Linked DNA regions of Mus musculus: region 2 is linked to region 1. Evidence: chromatin contacts called from public HiChIP or PLAC-seq data. All regions are on one chromosome and are shown on one strand. The core of a region is the stretch at or near the end of the contact, and the rest is flanking DNA. Distances in the headings are between cores, read along the strand shown.

Evidence for each region. HiChIP or PLAC-seq counts read pairs in DNA pulled down with a chosen protein or histone mark.
Region 2: a contact with region 1 is called in a FOXA1 HiChIP or PLAC-seq map of pancreatic cancer cells. The contact joins the promoter of Plut here to the promoter of 1700041I07Rik in region 1. A contact is called at or near these places in 5 of 39 promoter capture datasets (the 3T3-L1 cell line, cranial neural crest, hippocampal neurons and 2 more), 1 of 484 Hi-C or Micro-C datasets (embryonic stem cells) and 1 of 115 datasets of contacts at active chromatin or transcription factors (pancreatic cancer cells).

Annotation. Positions count from the first base shown.
Region 1 is chr5:146,793,633-146,797,511 of GRCm38.p6, forward strand. It overlaps 1700041I07Rik (a long non-coding RNA gene), which reads left to right and starts at 2,193. Exons shown (of 2, transcript XR_377208.4): 1 at 2,193-2,490. Usp12 (ubiquitin specific peptidase 12) reads right to left here and starts at 1,324. Exons shown (of 9, transcript NM_011669.3): 1 at 983-1,324. The coding sequence starts at 1,030.
Region 2 is chr5:147,269,451-147,273,329 of GRCm38.p6, forward strand. It overlaps Plut (PDX1 associated lncRNA, upregulator of transcription), which reads right to left and starts at 2,071. Exons shown (of 6, transcript NR_038157.1): 1 at 1,770-2,071. It overlaps Pdx1 (pancreatic and duodenal homeobox 1), which reads left to right and starts at 647. Exons shown (of 2, transcript NM_008814.4): 1 at 647-1,197. The coding sequence starts at 789.

The DNA.
Region 1 (3,879 bases), core at 943-3,442:
GGTGCAGGTCTTTGGTAAATAACTCCAGACCCACACTGCAAAGAGTAACTTTTTTCATTGATTCATAAATCACAATCTCTACGGCGAAGTTCATAAAGGAGGTAATGGATTTGCTTTATCACGTGGGAAGCCGTGGTGCTTCTGGCAATGCACAAAAACACGTTTGGAACCCACCCGCGCGCGTTTCGTTTTTTTCGGGGGAATCTGTGTACTTCAACCCCACACAGCGGTGTCTGCTCTATTAAAATAAACAAATGACAGGAAAGCGAATGCAGCTTTTCAAGATTAACACAGATTCCCAGAGACAAGGCTGCCATCTGGACGGACACAGGTTGGAAGCCGCAAGAGTTCCTATCGCTTCAGAGAGTTGAAAATAAGAAAACATTTCAACAGCACTCTTAAAAGTTTCCACCTTCACACGCCCCCTTCCCGAGCCAGGGCCTGGGGCTCCACCTAACCCGAGGAGGAACTCCGCCAGGACTTCCGTCTTCCAGTAGGATCGAGACCCTTCCTTCCTGCCGCAGACCCCCGCCCTGCCCCGCGCAGGGCCCCAAGGAAATGCCGCGTCCCTTCCCCTGGCACAATCCCCTCGCTTCCCGGTACCAGTCCCCAGTTTAAAGTCCCGGCTCCAGCCTCCAACCTCAGTCCACACCTCGAGTCCCCAAGTCCCCAACCCCAGTCTGCAGCCCTTACCCCCAACCCCGTCCCTGAGCCCCCAGGCCCTAGTCCCCAGCCACAGTCCCCGAGTCCCCGGTGCCCAGACCCAGAGCTCCCCGTCCTCAACTGCGACCCCGTGGTCAGGACCCAACCCCGAGCCCCGGTCGGTCCTATCCCCAGTGTCCCGGCCCCGCCTGCCGTGTCCAGCACGCCTTCCCCGCGGCCACTCGGCCCCGCGCCCGGTCCGCCCGCACACGACCAGGCCCGCGGGCGGCGCCTCGAAGGCGGGGACCGGCCCCCCGGGCCGCGCTGCCGCCGCACCTACCATGGTACAGATGGAGGCGAATTTGGAGACTGTCATTAGGATTTCCATCCGCCCGGCGCCATCTTCCAGACAGTCGCGGCGGGCGGGGGACGCGGGGAGCCGGGCCGCCCGCTCGCTCCGCAGCCCGCGGCCGCACCCGGAGCCGCCGCCGACCCACGCTTCTAGCCTGCTGGGCCGCCGCTGCCGTCGTCGCCGCGGGCGCTCAGGCTTCCTCCGGCCCAGCCCCCGCCCGCCGGCCGCCCGCCCGCCCCCGGCTCCGCCCCGGCGCACGGCGCAGCCGCCGCCTCAGGGCCCGCGCCTGCCCGGGAAGCCGCTCACAGCACACCCCGCCCAGCGCGCTGGGGAGAGAGCTCCGCGCAGGCCCTACCGCCCCGACGACCGGGCAGCGTCCTTCCGCCCCGCCCGCCTCCGGCGCCGCCACGCCCACCGCAGCTGTGCCACGCCCATGGTGCCCCGCCCTCCCACGGGGGGGGGGCGAGCTTGGGGAGGACGGCTCCACCCAGTGCGCGTTGGGGCGGGGCGAGACCCGTGCCGCGTTCCTCCTGCAGATGGGTCCTAGCGCCGACGTGAAGCACCTACCTTAGCTTGCAAGAGCGGGTCTTTAGGGGATCGAGCCTTTGCTCTGCGGCGTCTGTGACATCAAGCAGCCTTTAGAGCGACTGACAGTCAGTTGAAACAGAAGACGGAGACCATATCTGGGAAACTGGATGGGTTGGAAGGCAACCCCGCCAGAGTCCCAAGCACTTGGATGTTTTTCTGGGGTGAATCATCTGGGCCTAATTCCCTAAGAAAAGGCTAATTAGATAAAAAGACAAGATTTAACTCTATGAATTAGCAGTAGTGGGGGAGAAGAGGAAGGGGAGCCAATCCTGAAAAACAGTGGGATACCAACTTGGAATTTGTAACAGGGTGGTATGTCCCAAGTAAGAAGCCGAAGCCAATGTGTGAGGAGCACATAGACCGTGTTAGCTAGTGGATGAACGCTTCCTATTTTCTACCGGCAGAAAATTCATAAAACTTCATAAATTACTACTTTAAAAAGCCTGTGATTTGTTTTGATTGGTGATCTGAGGGTAGGACCTTTTCTGCCTTCCACCCAACTCCCCACCACACCGGGTCTGTGGAACTTGGGGCCTAAATTCCGACGAAAGCTCTAAAATCTGATAAGCCTCACTTCATAGTCCAAAGCATTCAAAAGACCGAGAATTTGAACAAAATTTAGTCGAGAAACAGATTTCTGGTACATGAATACTGTTTCCATAGCAATTCCATTGTAAGCGTTGGGGGAGGGGAACACCCACTGAATACAGCTAAGTATTCTGGCAGCTGCTTATTCTCCAGGTATCTACCTTCGTAGTGGCTAGGCCTCCCGCTTTTCTGTAGATACCACGGCAGGGGCTTGGACTCTGGTTTACACCAGTTCAGATCTATGCAATGTTTGTCGCGTTGCTCGCCACTCTAGACTCCACAAGCATAGAGCATGGTCGTACAACATCTATATTTTAAAGGTAAGGATGGGAGCTGGACATATGGCTTAGTTGGCGAAGTGTTTGTGTAGGTGTTCTGAGGTTTCATATCCTCAGCTGAAGTGCTAATCCTACTATGGTAAGGTCATCCTCAGCTATTTAATGAGTTCAAGACCAGCCTGGATCACTTGAGTCCTTGTCCCCAAAAAAATAAATGAATGAAAAGCCAGTCACAGGGAATTGTGACATGCACCTACAATCCCAGCATAGGAAACAGAGAAAGGTGAGTCTCTGTGAGTTCAAGGGCAGCCTGGACTAAATAGCAAATCTACAGATCAGCCAGATCTATGCAGGGAGACCTGGCCTCAAAAATAAATAAAAGAGAATAAACAGCACATGTATGAAATTGTCAAAAAGAAATTAGCAAAAGCCAATGAGTAATTAATTAAAATGTTGAGCAAATAAAACCCTCCAGCTGTCAGTGTGCCGCCTCAGAATTCCTGTCATAGGCTAGGTAGTCTGCTGGATAAGGTTTCATTTTTAAGCTTTATTATTTTTACTTTATGTGTATGGGTGTTTTGCTTGCTCACATGCGTACAGTGTCCGCGGAGGCCAGAAGAAGGCATCAGATCCTCCTGGAACTGGAGTTGTAGAAGGTTGTGAGACCAGATGGATGCTGGGAACCCTTTGAATGCTCTAAGCGTAAACCTTCCAATAACCCCAGAGATCCATCATGCCAGGCTTGTTTTCTAATTGAAGAAGTATAGCATTCATCATTGCACCCCTAGTGAGTGCAGGGCCTGGGTCTATACACACACAGCACAGGCTCTGTCCCTGAAATCTGACGTCTCTCCCTACCTCTCCCAATGAGTCAACCTCTTTGGTTGCATTAATAATGTGGTCTAGCTGTTCAGATAGTAGATGTCAATCAAAATAGCCATAGTTCTAACTCAAGTCTATGTTGGAAATTGTCTTAGGGTTTCCATTGCTCTGAAGAGACACCATGACCAAGGCAACATTCTTATAAAGGACAACATTTAATTGGGCCTGGCTTATACTTTCAGAGGTTCAGTCCATTGTCATCATGATAAAAAGCATGGCAGCATGCAAGCAGACATGGTGCTGGAGAAGGAGCTGAGAGTTCTATATCTTCATCTGAAGACAGCCTGGAGGGAAATCTCCACACTGGGTGGAGCTTGAGCACTAGGAGACCTCAAAACCCGCCTACACAGGGCCACACCACCTCCAAGAAGGCCACACCTCCTCATAGTGCCACTTACCATAGGCCAAGCATATTCAACTCGCCACAGGAATGGAACCCAGGACCTAATTTAGGCTTAGACAAGTGTTAAACCACTGAGTTACACTCCCAGTGCAATGGCTTTTCAAAGCTCACTCACTACTAATCCAGCAAATAAAGTTGAGCATCTG
Region 2 (3,879 bases), core at 821-3,320, 480 kb after region 1:
TAGGGAACGCAGATACAGATAAAAATAAAACGAAATAAAGGGATAGTTTGAGCAATAAAACAAAAAACGACAGCTTCAGGCTTACAGCGCTGAGTTCTGCAAGCATTTCTCAAAAACTGTATTTTTCAACAGTTGCACCCTAACGTTTTGCAAGTCATATTATTGAGCTGATATTTACATACATTATACAAAAATACAAGAAAATTAAAAGTTAGACGCTGTGCCTTACACCTGCAACCCCAGAACTGGGGAGGAAAAGGAGTTTGAAGCCAGCCTGGACTACATCTTGAGTTGCAGGCCAGCCAGGCTACAAAATTAGACCTCCACCCCCTGTCTTAAAACAAAACCAAAAACAAACAAAAAACATAGCGAGGGGGAAGAGGAGATGTAGACTTTTTTTTTAAGCTCATTGGGAGCGGTTTTGTAAAGAGTAAAGGTTCTGGTATTTTTGTGCGCCCCGTTTTGGAGAGCTCCACAGCAGCAAGCAGGGATCAGGCGACTGAGAGAGAAAATTGAAACAAGTGCAGGTGTTCGCGGGCACCTAAGCCTCCTTCTTAAGGCAGTCCTCCAGGCCAATGATGGCTCCAGGGTAAACCACGTGGGGTGCCCCAGAGCCTATGGCACGGCGGCCGGCTTGTCCCCAGCCAGCCTCTGGTTCCCCAGGAGAGCAGTGGAGAACTGTCAAAGCGATCTGGGGTGGCGTAGAGAGTCCGCGAGCCACCCAGCGCCTAAGGCCTGGCTTGTAGCTCCGACCCGGGGCTGCTGGCCCCCAAGTGCCGGCTGCCACCATGAACAGTGAGGAGCAGTACTACGCGGCCACACAGCTCTACAAGGACCCGTGCGCATTCCAGAGGGGCCCGGTGCCAGAGTTCAGCGCTAACCCCCCTGCGTGCCTGTACATGGGCCGCCAGCCCCCACCTCCGCCGCCACCCCAGTTTACAAGCTCGCTGGGATCACTGGAGCAGGGAAGTCCTCCGGACATCTCCCCATACGAAGTGCCCCCGCTCGCCTCCGACGACCCGGCTGGCGCTCACCTCCACCACCACCTTCCAGCTCAGCTCGGGCTCGCCCATCCACCTCCCGGACCTTTCCCGAATGGAACCGAGCCTGGGGGCCTGGAAGAGCCCAACCGCGTCCAGCTCCCTTTCCCGTGGATGAAATCCACCAAAGCTCACGCGTGGAAAGGCCAGTGGGCAGGTAAGCCTGGCTCTTTCTCCCTTTCTCTTTCCCTAGTCTGGACTTGGCTGCTACTGCCTTCAAGAACTCCCCCGGGCCTTTTCTCACAAGTTCCTCTGAAACCCGCAAGGATAATGCAGGCTTAGAATAAAGTCTATGCAAGCCAGTAAGTCCACTCATGTTGGCAGCTTGTTCTCCATTCAACACTCTTCCCTCCTTGCGCTTGTCCTGAGCCTTTCTTACCCTGGGAGCCAACTCCCACGCTGGAGAAAGAAGAGGCCTAGCCAGGCTCAGAACTCCCGAACTCTCTGGATCTTTCTGCAGAGAGGAACCTGGACTCCCGGACCCCAAGGGCCCCAAGCAAGTTATGCAAGATGTCTCTGATGATGGAGTCCCTTGGAAACCCTAGGCCCCTTCACTTCCCGGCTCTATCCTAGTGGCCTTATTAGAGAAACGGGGCCTCCTAGGGGCAGTAGGAGTAGGAGAAACACAGGAAGAAGGGAAAGGAAAATTGCGTCCATCCAGGTAGGCCCTGGAGTAGGATGAGGGGTGGGGGTGAACAGGGAGAGGCTGTACCAACGCGAGGTGCTCACCGGGAGGGTTGAAAGGCAGGTGGTTCACTCTCTCGGAGTCTGGCAGTTGGCAGAGGTCTCTGGGGTGCCAATTCTTTTTGAACCAACCCAACGTGTTTGAAGGGTCCTCTCTGGAGCCGCGTCCCAGGAAGCAAATATGCAGAAGAAGGGGCCTCCTCCCTGCTGTCCGGCTCAAAGAAGCAAGACACCCTGGCTTTCCTTAGCCCTAGGCGCCTGCTTTGTGATAAAGTCCTTCCTTCCAGCAGAGGCGAAGCGGAGCAAGCCCTAGGTCCCTTCCCGCCGGATGCTGGCAGCCAATTCGTGTGGGGGCCTGTGCCCGCCGCTCCACAATGTTATCTCTTCCGGTCTACAGCCACTTCTGGTCACACCTGGACTGCAAATAGCTGCTCTTTCTTTTGCTTTCCGACTGACTGTCGGGAGCAGGAGCGAAGGGTTAAGACGCTGGAGTTGCCATCCCCTGAGAATTCTCAACGTTGTCCTCCGGTCCTAAGGCGCCTGGTCTGACACTATCCCAGGAGCAGCCAAGCAAAGCTCCGAGAGAGTATGGGGGTAACGAGGTTCACCAAGGATTCAAGGGTGGAAAAAGAAGGGGGAAGGCTCCTTTAGCTAGTTCATTTTCTCACCGAGGAAAAAAACAAAAAAAAAAAAAAAAAAACAAAACAAAAAAAAAAAACAAAACAAAACAAAAAACCCTGACTTAAAACAGGCCCAAACTCTTGCTGGGGAGATCCTCCACCTCTGAGCAATTCCAAGCAGCTGGAGCAGGTAGGCCGCAGCAGAGGCCTCTCAAGGCCAAGACCAAAGGGCGCTGAGACCTGGCCATTGGGCTGCCCAAAGACAGACCCTCCACCTAAAGGGGGTTCCTTGCCAAGGAACCACGAAGCAGAGCCCCGGAGATTGATTCTTTCTGGCTATCCACTCCTGCTCTGGGCTAGGGTAGGAACAAGCCAGGGAGTTAAATCTGAGCAGAGGAAGCAGAAAGCCTTTCCTATGTTTGGTGAACACTTTGGAGACCCCTCCTGACTGTGAGATCTGGGTACCAGGATCCTTTGCGGATCCTTTCTGACCATCAGCAAGCAGGACTCGAGGCAGACTACCCCTCTCTTCTCCCTGTAGAAACCTGCAAAGAGCTCCAGCCGGCCCCACTTCAGAAGGACTGCAAGGTTTAGCGAACCCACCTGCGTGTGCTTCGTCGGTTCACAACCCCTGGAAAGGGCTTAATGGCTGAAGGGCTTATAGTAGGACTATGAATGCTAATGGCAATAACCGCTTATAAATAATTGGACTTAAAAGAACTTCATAATCCCTACTGGTGAGTTCTACTGAGCCCCAGAAAAGTCAGATCGAGCACTCTGAACATCTCACCAGCAGATTCTAACTTTAATTCCCACCCGTGGCTTCCTCTAGCTGAGCACAGGTTCCCTATAGTCTTTCATTAGGGCTTGGCAAAGTAGGCAGCTGAGGGCAGTAGTTGGAAGAATCTGCCAGTTGTTGGCATTTAAGATGTCTCTTTAAGGTTAGGTATCTTTCCTTTCCTACACCAGGAAAGGCCTGTGTGGTTTGGGGACACAGGTTTGTGTTCCTGAGGACACAAACTGCTTTCCAAAGAGTGGTCTGGGGACTTCACTTCAGCTTCTAGTGCCTCCCCAGTACCTGGGGGAAGACCCGGGGAGCAGATTCCATCCTGAAGATTAATCCCTTGCCCTCAACACACTCATTCACCTTTCAGCTCTTTGGAAACTGTCTCTCACCCCTGTCCTGAATCAAGTCGGCCTCAGTCTCTTCCACTGGGCTTTGCTGGAGAGCCTTCCATCCTGCATCCACACACAGTCCAGTGCAGTAGACGCTCTACCGAGCTGGGAAGAAAGGACCCAGACCTGGGAAACACTGGTTGGCTTCGCTGATTTCCCGGTGACTTGGGTCTGTTGCTTGCTTTAGATGCGGGTTTGCAGCAAGCACGGGCAAGCCCTTTGGTGAGCCATCCGTCCCTTCTCAGAGTGGCTCTGGTTCAGGATAGATCTGGCCTCAGCAACATTTGTGGTCTTTTCCTGCTAAGCACGACCTTTCCCAAAACAGAATTTCTTCTTCTCAGAGGCAGAGGGCTAATTGA